Linked DNA regions of Sus scrofa: region 1 is linked to region 2. Evidence: chromatin contacts called from public HiChIP or PLAC-seq data. All regions are on one chromosome and are shown on one strand. The core of a region is the stretch at or near the end of the contact, and the rest is flanking DNA. Distances in the headings are between cores, read along the strand shown.

Region 1 (6,688 bases), core at 3,365-5,864, 190 kb before region 2:
GAGGGAGGTATAAAAACAGGGAATAAGAGAGCAAATGAGATGGAGGAAAGAAGGGATGAGAGCCCCCAGTTGCTAGAGACCATGATGCCATCTGTCCTTTATTAAATTGTGTCAAGGTCTAGGGTCTGGTCAGAAATGCCTTCTGAGTTTATTAATCATACTCACCTTTGGACTGAGTTTAACATTGTAAACAACAAGGATCAATGACCTCATTTCCTGGAGCAATGGGGGGTTACTAGCAGTAACAGGAAATCCTAGTTTTCACTATTCGTCATGTACAATGCAATGCCCTCAATCAATGCTCGTTCAGTTATAATTAGACCATCTCCATTGTGCTCTGGGTATGATGTAAAAGCTTCAGTGGCTTGAGAGGTCATCCCCATGCTTGAATGGAGCAGTTCCGGCTTTGTCTGTGGGTACTCCCTCAGTCCATTTCTGTGGGGAGGTGGGATATTCAATTTTCTGGGCAAAAGGCTCCTCGAATTTCATTAGAAAGGAGTCAACAGCAACATCAACTTATTTCATCTCTATATTATAGGCGTCTTCCCAGCAGCCTTGAACTTGATGTGTCCCATCCAAGGGAAGAAGTCTGTTTGGAATGACCTGTGGGGAGCTTTGATTGTCTAGCCATTTCTGCAGATTCTGGACTATATCATTAAATCCATGGAAAAGCTCAAAACCAAAAGCTTATCTTGGACCCATAAAGAAAAAACTGAGTTCAGTCTTAGGCTATGTCCTTGTTTTTCTGAGGAGCTTTACTTTAATGAGCTTAAAATTTCTATATATAATAGAGCATGAGAACATAGTGAACATATATTTGGGATATTTGGCATAGGAAACATGCAAACCATAGTATTTTCTCTTATTTAAAAAAGTCTACCAAATATATAATCTTTTTTTTTTTTAATCTTTTTAGGGCTGCACCCAGGGCACATGGAAAATCCCAGGCTAGGGGTTAAATTGGAGCTACAGCTGCCGGCCTACATCACAGCCACAGCAATGCCAGATCCAAACCACATCTGCGACCTATACCACAGCTCATAACAACATCAGATCCTTAACCCACTGAGAGGAGCCAGGGTAGAATATGCATCTTAATGGATACTAGTCAGGAATATATAGCCTTCTAAACAGGTCTTTCTTTCCTTGAGAATCTAAGGTTTTCCAAATTTTTTTTTTTACTGAGATTTTCTAATTTTTTAAATTGTGGTAAATACACATAAAGTAATGGCTGAGTAGTATTCCATTGTGTATATATACCACATCTTCCTAATCCAATCATCTGTCAATGGACATTTGGGTTGTTTCCATGATGGAGCATGATAATGTGAGAAAAAAGAATGTATACATGTATGTGTAACTGGGTCACCATGCTGTATGGCAGAAAATTGACAGAACACTGTAAACCAGCTATAATCGAAAAAAATAAAAATCATTATATATATATATAAAAAATTTACCATTTTAAACTGTAAACTTCAGTGACATTTAGTACACTTACACTGTTGTGTAACTATCACCAGTATTTAGTTCCAGAACATTTTCATCACCTCAAAGAAAACCCTGTAGCCATTAAGCAAACACTTGCTCTTGTTACCTCTCCCCTAGCTCAAGTCAACCACTAGTCTGCTTTCTGCCTTTATGGATTTACTTATTCTGGATATTTCATATAAATGGAATCATATGATATGTAGCCTTTTATATCTGCTTCTTTCAGGTAATGAAATGCTTTCAAGGTTCATCTACATTATTACATGTGAAAGTACTTCATTCCTTTTTATAGCTAAATAATATTCTACTGTATGGTCAGTTAATCCTTATTATTTATAAATTCTAATTTTCAAATTTACCTACTTGCTAAAATTTAGCTGTAAACCCCAAATCAACTCCCATGCACATGCACAGAGTGGTGAAAATTTTGAGTCACCTGATGTGCATGTTCCTAGCTGAGGTATAATAAAGCAATATTCTCCTTTCCCTGTTTCAGCTAAGTGTCCCTTTCATAGCCTATTTCTAGGTTTTTTGCATCTGGGGGCCTTTTGCTGGTGATTTCACCATTTAAAAGTTCCCCCAAGTAGATTGTGTTCTAGGGTTCTAGTGTTTAGCACAAGAAGGCTGTGAGGCACCTCATGGAGAAAATATGTATGTTGATAAGTTTCTTTCAGGAATGACTTAGAGTGCTGTCAGCCCCGAGTTCCATGTTAATGTATGAACAATTTACATTAAATGATCTTTAAGCAGAAACACATATAAGACAAAATTATGCATGGAACAGTTGAAGAAAATGTGACCAGAGGCTTGCAGGAACCTAACCTCCTATTTTCTCCAGGAGCAATAGTTGTGTTTCCTAATTTAGTGTTTGTGGTGACTTCACAGAACATAACTACTGTGAATAAAAAGATTTGACTGTATGTAACACATTTTGTTTATCCATGCATTAGTTGATAGACATTTGGGTTATTTCCACTTTTTGACTATTATGAATAATGCTGCTATTAACATTTGTGTACAAATTTTTGTCTGAATACCTGTTTTTCAATTTTTTGGGGGGCATTTAATAAGATGTCCTCAGTTTTCCATTAATATGACTGCATAAGAAATTGCTGTCATAAGAACTGATGAAGGAGGTTCAGGGAGTAAAAGGTGAAGAAATTGCTGTCATAAGAACTGATGAAGGAGGTTCAGGGAGGAAAAGAGACAGAAAGCAGAGGATATGAGATGGGCTCAGGGTAAAAATAAAACTGGGCTTTCAGCTACAGAGTAAGGAGATGATTGAAAGGAGGCCAGAGATAAAACAAAATAAAGACCAAGGAAGCCAGGAATAGAACCAAATCAAGATCAAAAGTACACAGGTACTTCAGCTAAGGGTCCATCCAAATAGGCCAGGCAGAAGGCAATGGATGGAAACAGGTGAGCAGATCACAGCATAAGGAAGGCAGGAGGAACTAGAGAGAGTCTTTCAGCTGTTAGACACATGTCCTGGTGATCTTTTTTTCTTTTTTTTTAAATTGAGGTATTGTTGACATAAAACATTATATTAGTCTCAGGCATACAACTTAATGATTCAGGATATGTATATATTGTGAAGTGATGACGACAATAGTCTAGTCAACATCCGTCGCCAAACAGTTACTATTTTTTTTCTTGTGATGAGAACTTTTAAGATCTCTCACTGGTGCCCTTGATAGGTCCTGCAGTTGCCACCAGAGGCCACTGAGCACAAGCGTGCGAGCATCACATATGGAGTCAGATCTGACCTGGTATGTCTGTCCAGTTGTATCATACTACATGAGTTGTTTGGCCTTTGTCTTTTCAATTTTTCTCATCTTATAACATCACCAGTAATGGCATTTATCTCATATGGTAACTGCAGGAATGAAGATAATGAATGTGAATTAATTAGCACAGTACCTGGCACATAAATGCATGATAAATGTATACAGTTATTTTCTCATTTAAAACATCACTAATAATGGCATTTACCTCATATGGTAACTGCAGGAATGAAGATAATGAATGTGAATTAATTAGCACAGCACCTGGGACATAAATGTATGATAAATGTATACAGTTGGCTTTCTGTATCCGGGGGTTCTGCATCTGTACATTCAACCAACCCTGGATCAAAAATATTTGAAAAAGTTCCAAAAAGCAAAACTTGAATTTACTATGTACTGGCAACTATTTACATAGTATTTATATTGCATTTACAACCATTTACATGGCATTTACATTATATCAGATATTTTAGATCATCTAGAGATTTAAAGATTTAAAGTTCATGGAAGGATGCACAGGGTTATATGTAAATGCTACACCACCTTATATAAGGGACCCGAGCATCCGTGGATTTTTATATTGTGGAGGGTCCTGGGATGAACCCCTGATACTGAGGTATGACTATGTGTATTTGGATGTGTGTGTTCAGGCAGGAGGGTAATATGGAGAAGAGATGTTAAGGAATCACATCCACTTGGACAGTTGTTCCATACTAAGTTTTTAAGCAGAGATCAAGATGGGATTAGCTGTGCAAGAGATTTATTGGGGAAATGCCTGTGAAGGATAGAGTGGGAGGGAACAGGAGAAGGTAGGAAGTGCCATCACAACACAATATAGGCCTGACATACATGAAAGGAAAGAGGGAAGGAAGGAAGTTTGGGCAGAAAGACCCTCAAATACAGGGCAGTTCTGAGCATGTTTTGGCCAGGTTGATGGGGAGTTCCAGAGTCAAAGTTGTCCATCAAAGGAATCCCCCACTGGGTAAGCAGGGCCTGACCTGGGCACCCCCACGGTGCCCAGTCACTGAATGGGAGCTGCTGGAGGCTGCTGGTCAGCGATGCTCTCGACAAAAGGCTCTCATAACAGGACATCAGAAGAATATGTCTCCACGATCCTTACTCCTTCACTGTAGCCTATCCAAACCCATTGCTCAATACTGAATGTGCTGTGAGGATGAGGGAGCACTTTCCACCACATATCTGTACCTCTTATAGGAGCTCCACAAGGGCCTGGGACTCAGCTTCTTTCCCATTTGAGGTGAGCTTACCAAACCTCCTCCTCATTGTCCTCATGAATTCATCTTGTTCCACTTTCTAATTTTCTACACAGTTCCGTTTTCTACATAGTTCCTGTTGGATGTAAGCCTGAGTCTCAATGGGTTCCCAGGTCTGACTTTTCCCCTGAATACTATTCTTGCTTCTCTATTTGTTTCATGTCCCAAAGCCTCAGGCCACCCCTGCCCTATTCCTAATTCCAGCACCAGTTTCCAGAAACCAAACCCACATCAAAGTCCCAGGATTCCATTGCTGGTCTGAATCCAGCAACTGAGAAAAAATGTTTTCTCTTCATAGATAAAAGGAATAATGTGACTGACTTTATATTTTTTCTTTCTCTTTGATGGCAATCATACCAGGCTAAAATTTTTTTGTTTTATTTTTTTCCCAGATTACTATAAAGTTTATATATAGAACTGAAACTTCCCAGAAGCTTTTGGGAAATTTGACAAAGTGATTCAGAGTTTATCAGATAGAGTGAAAAGTCAGCAGTCAAATAATTTCTGAAAAAGAAAAGCTATGGGGCGGCCATTCCTTACATGATGAAAATATACCATAAAGAATATTACAGAGGTTTAAAATTTATAGGACAAAGTACTATAACTAAATTCAGTTTAGCTCTTGGATTCTCATTTCCCTTGACCATAGAAAACGCTCAATCATGCCTCTTGGTTTTAACTCAGTTTGGTCTAAAATGTAATAAACATTCAATGAACTCTGAGATCTGGGCCTATCCCAATCCTTGCCAGGGTGTGTGTGAGATCTAACTTATCCTGAGTGTATCAGGAGGCCTTGGCCTGAGGGGGGGGCACCTTGTTCTTGTGCAAGCCTTTGTCAACATGAGAGTGTTCTTCACCTGCCTTGGTCTTTTGAACCCCATTCCAAATTTATTTTCTCCTCTGGCTTTCTCATCACTTCTTCAGCTCACTGGGAGCTCAGGAACTTTCCATGTCTTCTGGAAACACCCTGAAGGAAGAGATTCTGCCAAGACCCACCTAGCCCATCTGCCTACACCTCCCTCAGCCTGATTCATCTACCACCCAGGCAGGGAATTTCTTAGAATCTGGGCTGAACTCACTGAACTTGGGGCTTCTCCAACTTCCTCCCCATAACCCTGCTGAAGCCTAAGACCTGCACAGGCAGCCAGTCCAGGCCTCTGCAGCTACATGAGTGCAAGAACCACCCTAGACTCTCATAGCTTTGCCCTATCAATCAGTGTTGTGCATACTCAGGGCTAGCCCCTCTAGTTGTGTATCTGTATGCTGCCAGCCTAACACCCGTCATCAGCCTCCGCTGATGTGTGCACACCTGTGGTAAGATCCTGCAGTCCCAGAAGTGTATGCTCACCCTGTTTCCTGTCACTGGCCTGCACCATGAGATTCATCTGCAGCTAGGTCCTCTTAGCTGTGTACCTGCAAACCCCAACCTGACTCCCAACATTGACCTCCACTGTTCCTGTGGTAAGACCCAGCAAACACAGTAGTGTATATGAATAGCTGGGAGCTGCCAGCTTTACTCACAGTTGGTCCTGGCCCTTTCTGATTGCTGAGCCCCAGCCCCTGCCCTGCTACCATGTGTGTATCTGCTTTAGGCCCCTGCCAGCATATAGGCACCTACAGCTGGCTCCTACAGGTGAGTGTGTGCACACCACCAGCTCTAGGTACCACTGCTGCCTACCCTGATCCCTAGCATCTGGACCTAGAGGTGCTACTGAGGAACCCAACAGCCCCAACAGCTACAGACCCCTATACAGTACTAGCCAAGGGCCACACAGATGTTGATGCTGTGATCTTCAGCAGCTTAAGCCAAAGAGCCATGATGCTTCCTCAGAACTGGAGTCACATATATACCCACACTTGTACTCTGTACCACATTACACCATGCTCCAGTGTTCCCCCACTCTCAGTTGAAGGTTTTTTCCTAACTGGTCAGCCCATAAAGAGTGGAAGAAATGACTGCTTCTTCAAATGTGCAGACACCTACAAAAGATTATATGGATCAAAAAGAATCAAGGAATCATAACACTACCAAAGGAACATAGTAAACATTCAGCAACTGACCCCAAAGAAATGGAGATACATGAATTACCTGACAAAGAATTCAAAGTAATTGTTACAAAAATGCTCATAAAGCTA
Region 2 (6,763 bases), core at 1,752-4,251:
GTTATTTTTAAACTTTGTAGTTAACATTTAAGGGGTTTTGTTTTGTTGTTTTGGGTTTTTGGGTTGTTTTTTGTTTGTTTGTTTGTTTTTCAGTGCTGCACCTGCAGCATATGGAAGTTCCCAAGCTAAGGGTCAAATCAGAGCTGCAGCTGCCGGCCTACACTACATCCAGAACAACTCGGGATCCAAGCCACTTCTGCTACCTACACCACAGGATCCCTGACCCACTGAGCCAGGTTAGGGATCGAACCCACAACCTCATAGATACTAGTTGGATTTGTTTCTGCTGTGCCACAATGGGAACTCCTGTAGTTACATTTAGTTTTATCTTTCTTTTGGCATTTCCCCAGAGTATAAGTAAGTTAAATGTTTCCATCACTATTGTGTAGGAATGTTATTGTGCATGCTGGCCTTCAGGATCTCACTTCAACAACAAAGCAGCATGTCTTGTAGATGTTTTCGAGTCTTAACAAAATACTTATTTTAAAGATCATTGTATAGTTGCTTATTGATCTATTTTAATCAGTCTATGACGGGGAATCACATGATTCATGTGTTCTTTAGAGGTTTTATATGTAGTAGATTTTTCTTCCAAATTATTCCCTAAACATTAATATGGGAGTTGGTGTCAAGCTTTGGGGTAGAGAGATTCTAGGTATACATGGGGCAGCAGGATGGGACTTAACCTGTGACAAATTTTAAATTGCAACTAAGTCAGTTGAGGGATGGCATGTATGGTTGATGTCACATTAACTCTAGTTTAAAATGTTCTTCAGGAGTTTTTTTAATTACCTATTACAGTTATGCCAACATACTCATCCAGTATCTTCCTTCTTTGCAGATTATAATCAAATTTCTACTTATTGGTTGCAACATATCTTTAGGTTGTTTATGAAACATACACATTTGTGTTTCGTTCAGTGTTTCCTAGTCTACAGAAAAGTTATTTATGAACCATAGTTTGGGTCATTTTAGTAGTTTTACTGGAGTCTATAAACTTAGCCTTTAAAATGAACACAGAAAACACTATTTTAGGATTAGATTGTTGCTTTCACCAAATTCCCTTGTTTTTTTTTTTTCTCTTGGATTTTAGTATGATAGAAACTGTGCATAAACTTTTTTTTGAAGAGTTATGTGAAATAGCTCATTTGTTAACATTTTTAGATATTTTGGAGAGGCCGTCTACATTAAATAAATTGCCTTGGGAGTTATGTATTTATTAATTTTTAATAGTAATTTACTAATTTCTGCTCAAAAATATCTTAAAAAATATTGGTTATGTTACTTTAAATTCTGTCTATATGTTTCCATCTTACCAGATAACACATGAACGAATTTATAGTATTTTTAGCTATGCTGAAATATGATTTTGCTAAATTAGCCAACATTTGTAGAACTAATTAGCTATCAAGTTAAATGTATTTTTGAAGCTTATGTTCAAACATTTATAAAATAAGATTGAATTAGGTATTGAGGATAAAGGGGGGGTGTACAAAATTTGACTGGTCATTATTTTATGAGATGTAGATGGGGAGTTCCCGTTGTGGCACAGTGAAAACAAATCCGACTAGTAATCATGAGGTTGCGGGTTTCATCCCTGGCCTCACTCAGTGGGTTAAGGATCCGGCATTGCCGTGAGCTGTGGTGTAGGTTGCAGATGCGGCTCAGATCCTGTGTGGCTGTGGCTGGCAGCTGTAGCTCTGATTGGACCCTTAGCCTGAGAACCTCCATATGCCACAGGTGTGGCCCTAAAAAGCAAAAACAAACAAACAAAAAAACCCCAAAAAAGTAGATGGGATAATTTCTGTCTAGATAATAAAGTATATAAAACTATTTGTGTTGACGTTTTTCTTCTAAGGTACTTGGGCCTGGGATGTTTTCTTTTTCTGTACTTTGTTTTTGTTTATTTTCATCCAACAGACATTTCTGTCACCTTTAGTGAGATCCATCTATGACAGAGGTGCCCAGCTATGCCCAAAGTCTTGATAGTCTTTCCAACACAGATAAGCATTGAAAAATTTTGGCTGAAATTGAAGAAGCAGGGAGGTAGCCCTGTGCCCTTCTCCTTTTAGAATAAAAATTTCGATGCCAGGGAAGTAGGGGTACTTTGGATTTGCCAGTTATCTCTCAATGGGTTCTTTTTTAGTGAGGAATATGAACTGGAGTGGCTTTCCTTCGAAAGTGGAAGGAGGAGTTACCACTGTGGCTTAGTGGGTTAAGAACCTGCCATAGTGATCATGAGGATGCAAAGCCTCACTCAGTGGGTTAAGGATCCGGCATTGTCACAGGCTGCAGCTTGGATCTGGTGTTGCTATGGCTGTGGTGTAGGCCAGCAGCTATATTACTGATTCGACCTCTATCTAGCCTGGGAACTTCCATATGCCATAGGTGCAGCTATAAAAAAGAAAAATTTAAAAAAATTTTTTTTAATAAAATGGAGAGGATTGCTTAAATTTTCATCTGGCCTGGAGAAAGGAGTCATCATTTGCTTTGGTTGCCAAACTCCTTTAGTTCTCTTATGAGGCAGCAATTCCTTAAGGATGTGTTCCATAAAATATGCCCTTAGGAACATTATTTCAGTTGTTCTCATTTTTCTCCAGATTTGATGGCTAGGAGGGAAACAGTAGAGATGAAACTCTGTGCTCAAATGAAGATTAAATTAATCCTTTTGCTTCCACCTGCCTCAACTCTCCAAAATTGTTTAGTATTTTAGATACACTAGTAAAGCATATAGATGTAACAGTCAAATTTGAGCCCTTAGGATTTTCTAATCCTAACTAGTTGACAACAATGCTGAAATTCTCTTGGAGGTTGATGGGACCAGAGGATTAAGACCTTTTCATTTGTTGGCACACTGCAAGTAAATCACTTGTGGTTTATCAGCTGTGAATGGCTGTCCAAGTTTTCAGTTTGTGGTTTTATATTTTTATTTTAAGATCTCAGCAAAGCAATGTCTCAAGATGGCGCTTCTCAGTTCCAAGAAGTCATTCGGCAGGAGCTAGAATTATCTGTGAAGAAGGAACTAGAAAAGATACTTACCACGGCACCATCACATGAGTTTGAGGTAAGAACCCCACACTGTTTTTTCCTTTTTTCTTTTTAGCTTTGATCTGTCTACATATTGAGTTGCTAATGGTGCTACTACTCATCCAGTTCTAAATAAGCATAACATGTAATGATATATTTTAGAAATTATGATTGCTTAATAATTATTTTCAACATTTGCCCATTTTAAAACCATTGTCTTTATTTTTTAAATTCTAGGAAGTTTCTAAAGTCTAAAAGAATCAGAATAAAATTACAATTTATTCTGTGTTTTGATATTAGGTGGAGAAATGGATACCAATGTTCAGTTAAAATTGTGAGAAGTTAATTTATCAACTGCATGCCTTTTCCATAGAGCCAATTCCAACAGAACTGTGCTACTCTGACAGCTTTGATAGAGGTTTCCCTGAATAGGCAGATGTTTACTTTCCCACTTACAAATCAGTGGATTATCCTTTTAATTTTCAAATTTCAATTTGTACATAATGTTTTGAGGTTAGCTGGGGGTTTTTTTTGCTTTTTTCTTTTTCTTTTTGTGAAAATTAATTTTCACTTACAAGAAGTAGAGAGTTTATTGGCGAGTAAATGTGGAGAACCAGTTGGAATTCCCATGAAACAAATTATGAGATTTCATGTTACTGGTAGGAGATGAGGAGATTGCTTACATTCCTTTAAGTGTGGTTACTATTAGCTTTTTTTCCTCTTTAGTTTTAATTTGGGTTGTAAAAAAAAAGTCTGCTCTACTTTATGTTCTAAAAGTATAAGAGTTTCACTGAAACTTATTTTAAATGTGCAATTTGTCTGTTTTTATTAAATAGTAAGCATTCTGCTAGTCCTAACAATGATGTCTATTCTCATAGCACACTAAAAAAGACCTTGATGGATTTCGGAAGCTATTTCATAGATTCTTGCAAGAAAAGGGACCTTCTGTGGACTGGGGAAAAATCCAGAGACCTCCAGAAGATTCGGTAAGTTTTGGATAAAATGTAGGAAAATTTAAGGTAATTTTGGGCACTGGTTTAACTTTGGGGTTACTATCGTAACCTATGTAAGATACCCATAGGAGCCATCACTTTACAGAGTGAATGCACAGAGATAGTCTTCTACTGCTTTCCCTTCTGTTAGACTCATCTATCCAGTCCTGCAGAGGACTTAATGAACATCTCATCTTATAACTTAACATCTTGAATATGAGGCACTTATTTTGCTCAAACACATGGTAAGAGCTTCATTATGTTCTTTTCTTCCTTCTATCTCCAGACCATCTGATTTCTCATTGCCTGTAAGGTCATATACAGACTTAAAGCTCACGCCACGCATTCAACCCATCTTTCTAGCTGTACCTCTCTTGCCTGTCTCACTTGAACAACCCAGCGTTCCCATCACACAGAAAGTATTTCCCTGCTTCTAGACTTCTGTATATGTTGTTCCCTTGGAATGCTTTGGTGGCTTCTCCTATCAGAATCCTGCTCATTCTTTGAGGCTCAGGCCAAATGTCTCTACTTCTGTCATCAGCCTCTAGCAGAAAGTGGCACTAAAGAGGTGTTGTGCAGTAGTAGCAGAAGTTCAAATCCTAGCTCTGCAACTTTTGAGCTTTGTGTAAAATGAGAATAATACCAAGTGCTTTTTGTACTTGACAGAGTTGTTAGACTATTAAGAAACACAGGGAAACCGAGTTCCCGCTGTGGCACAGCAGAAACCAATCCGACTAGCATCCATTAGGATGTGGATTAGATTCCTGTACTCGCTCAGTGGGTCTGGGATCTGGCATTGCTGTGAGCTGTGGTGTAGGTCACAGATGTGACTCGAATCTGGCGTGGCTGTGGCTGTGGGGTAGGACGGCAGCTGCAGCTCTGATTTGACCCTTAGCCTGGGAACTTCCATATGCCGTGGATGTGGCCCTGAAAAAAGGAAAAAGATGTTTGTGGTTATTTCTATCATGTTATGTGGTACTTCTCTGGCCTAGCAGTACTTGTTTGTATGCATGTGCTGGCTTCATACATATGTTGTCATTGAGGCCAGGAGACCCTGTGTCCCAGGTTGAGTGATTGATCTAAATGAAGTGACAGGTTCAGGGACAGGTTTTGTTAACACAGTGACCTTTCTTTTCTGTTAGCAGTTTTGACCTCTGCTGCTTACAGGCACTTTTCACTGCAGGTAGAAAAGACTTGATAGAATGGAATAATTGTACATAGATAATTTATCTCTTATGTATCTGTAATCTTAGATAATCTAATGATTTTAAAATGGGGGTGTTTTGAGCAGGAAGTACTGCCTGAAGGCTGTAACACTGCTTGTGTTTGTGAAGTTTTATCGGGACACAAACAATATGATTCATTTGTGTATCATCTCTGGTGGCTTAAGCTGATTGAGTCTCTCATATTTCTTCCTAATGAGAAAGTCTTAAATATAGTTCCTGGTGAGGAGTGTTTTTTTCCCCATATGTGAAAAATGTCTTTCAGTTATTAAACTTTTAAAAATTATAAATTACAGTAGCTCATGGTAAAGAAAATAACAAGCAAAATTAAAAAAAAAAATCCCACGTAGGCACTCAGAAGGAGTCTCTCATTTTTTATGTTGAAGTTAAAATTCTTCTTGTCTGTAGTGCTTGCCAGTTACAGTACAATGTGCATTAATTTTTCTTTGGGGTCTTCTGTTTTAGTCTTTGATTTCTTTGACCCTCATGATGTATTTTGATTTATTTTTCTGCTTTTAGGTTGTAGAATAAATAATATTCTCTCCTGAAAAATTAGTAAGAACAATCTTCTGGATAGGTATATAGTTTAAAAAGAGAACTAGTTATAAATTCAGTTATATTGAAAAAAAGAATGTTTGGGGGCAGTCCTAAAATTACAATAAAAAATTTAGGCATTATGTATTTTCCTACCTTAAATACTTAATATTTTTGCTAGGAATTTATTCCTGGTTGAAATAGCCTCACTTTTCTAATTTATGACAGACCTGGGTATAAAGGTGTAGCTGTCTTCTTAATTCTTGTTGATCTGGGAATTTTTTTTCTCCTACAAAAATGTCCTTTTGATGATAGAGCCTCCCTTGAAGGAAGACACAAAGATTTGTTGCTTTCAGTATATTTTTAGATTCAATATTCTGCTTTGTCAATGGAGGAATCCGCCTTTATGTATTTTGAGAGAAGATTATGATATATAAAATAGAATGTCTTGGAGTGGGGGTTGGCGGGTAGGGAAGAAAGTGAGCAGAGGGATCAGAACTACCTAGGAATTTTTCTTGTTCAACACTGCCATTCCAACAAGGTCCTGACAAATCTTTTTGGAAGACCGTGCCCCTGTAGTGAGCTGTAGTCACTGATAGGAATGCTGAATTGATATAGAAAAAAAAAAGAGAATAGAAATAGAAGATAGAATTCTGGATGTAGTATGATTTTATGAAGTCTTCTCTTCTTTTTATAAAAATATGTTTCCATTAAAATGTATCTCTTTATTTTAAAACCTAGGTGTTGAGCATTTTCTAAAAAATATGCTTATTATAAGCCCATGTGCCCTTAATGTTAAGGGTTATGAAATGCAGAGTCAAAGAAAAATAAGTTTTCTCTCTTAACTATGTCATAAGCTTCTTGAGAACAAAAAAATGTATCTTATATACTCTGTATGTTAACTATTAGCTTTTGCACATGGTGCTGAGAATACAAATTACAGGTTAATATTCATTCACCTTTCTTACACTCCCCTGGCTCCCTCCC

The links. HiChIP or PLAC-seq counts read pairs in DNA pulled down with a chosen protein or histone mark.
Region 1: a contact with region 2 is called in an H3K27ac HiChIP or PLAC-seq map of alveolar macrophages. The contact joins two enhancer-like sites. A contact is called at or near these places in 1 of 47 Hi-C or Micro-C datasets (liver) and 2 of 2 datasets of contacts at active chromatin or transcription factors (alveolar macrophages and skeletal muscle).

The regions. Positions count from the first base shown.
Region 1 is chr3:78,201,092-78,207,779 of Sscrofa11.1, reverse strand. No RefSeq gene overlaps it. Among named protein-coding and RNA genes, the nearest start is that of MDH1, 59 kb to the left of the region's middle. Within about 2 kb of position 4,614, at least 1 of the 83 cell types and tissues checked has an H3K27ac peak or open chromatin away from gene starts, as enhancers often do. A contact at or near this core is called in alveolar macrophages, where this site is marked.
Region 2 is chr3:78,010,964-78,017,726 of Sscrofa11.1, reverse strand. UGP2 (UDP-glucose pyrophosphorylase 2) reads left to right here. Exons shown (of 10, transcript NM_213980.1): 2 at 2,937-3,064; 3 at 3,906-4,013. Among named protein-coding and RNA genes, the nearest start is that of UGP2, 16 kb to the left of the region's middle. Within about 2 kb of position 3,001, at least 1 of the 83 cell types and tissues checked has an H3K27ac peak or open chromatin away from gene starts, as enhancers often do. A contact at or near this core is called in alveolar macrophages, where this site is marked.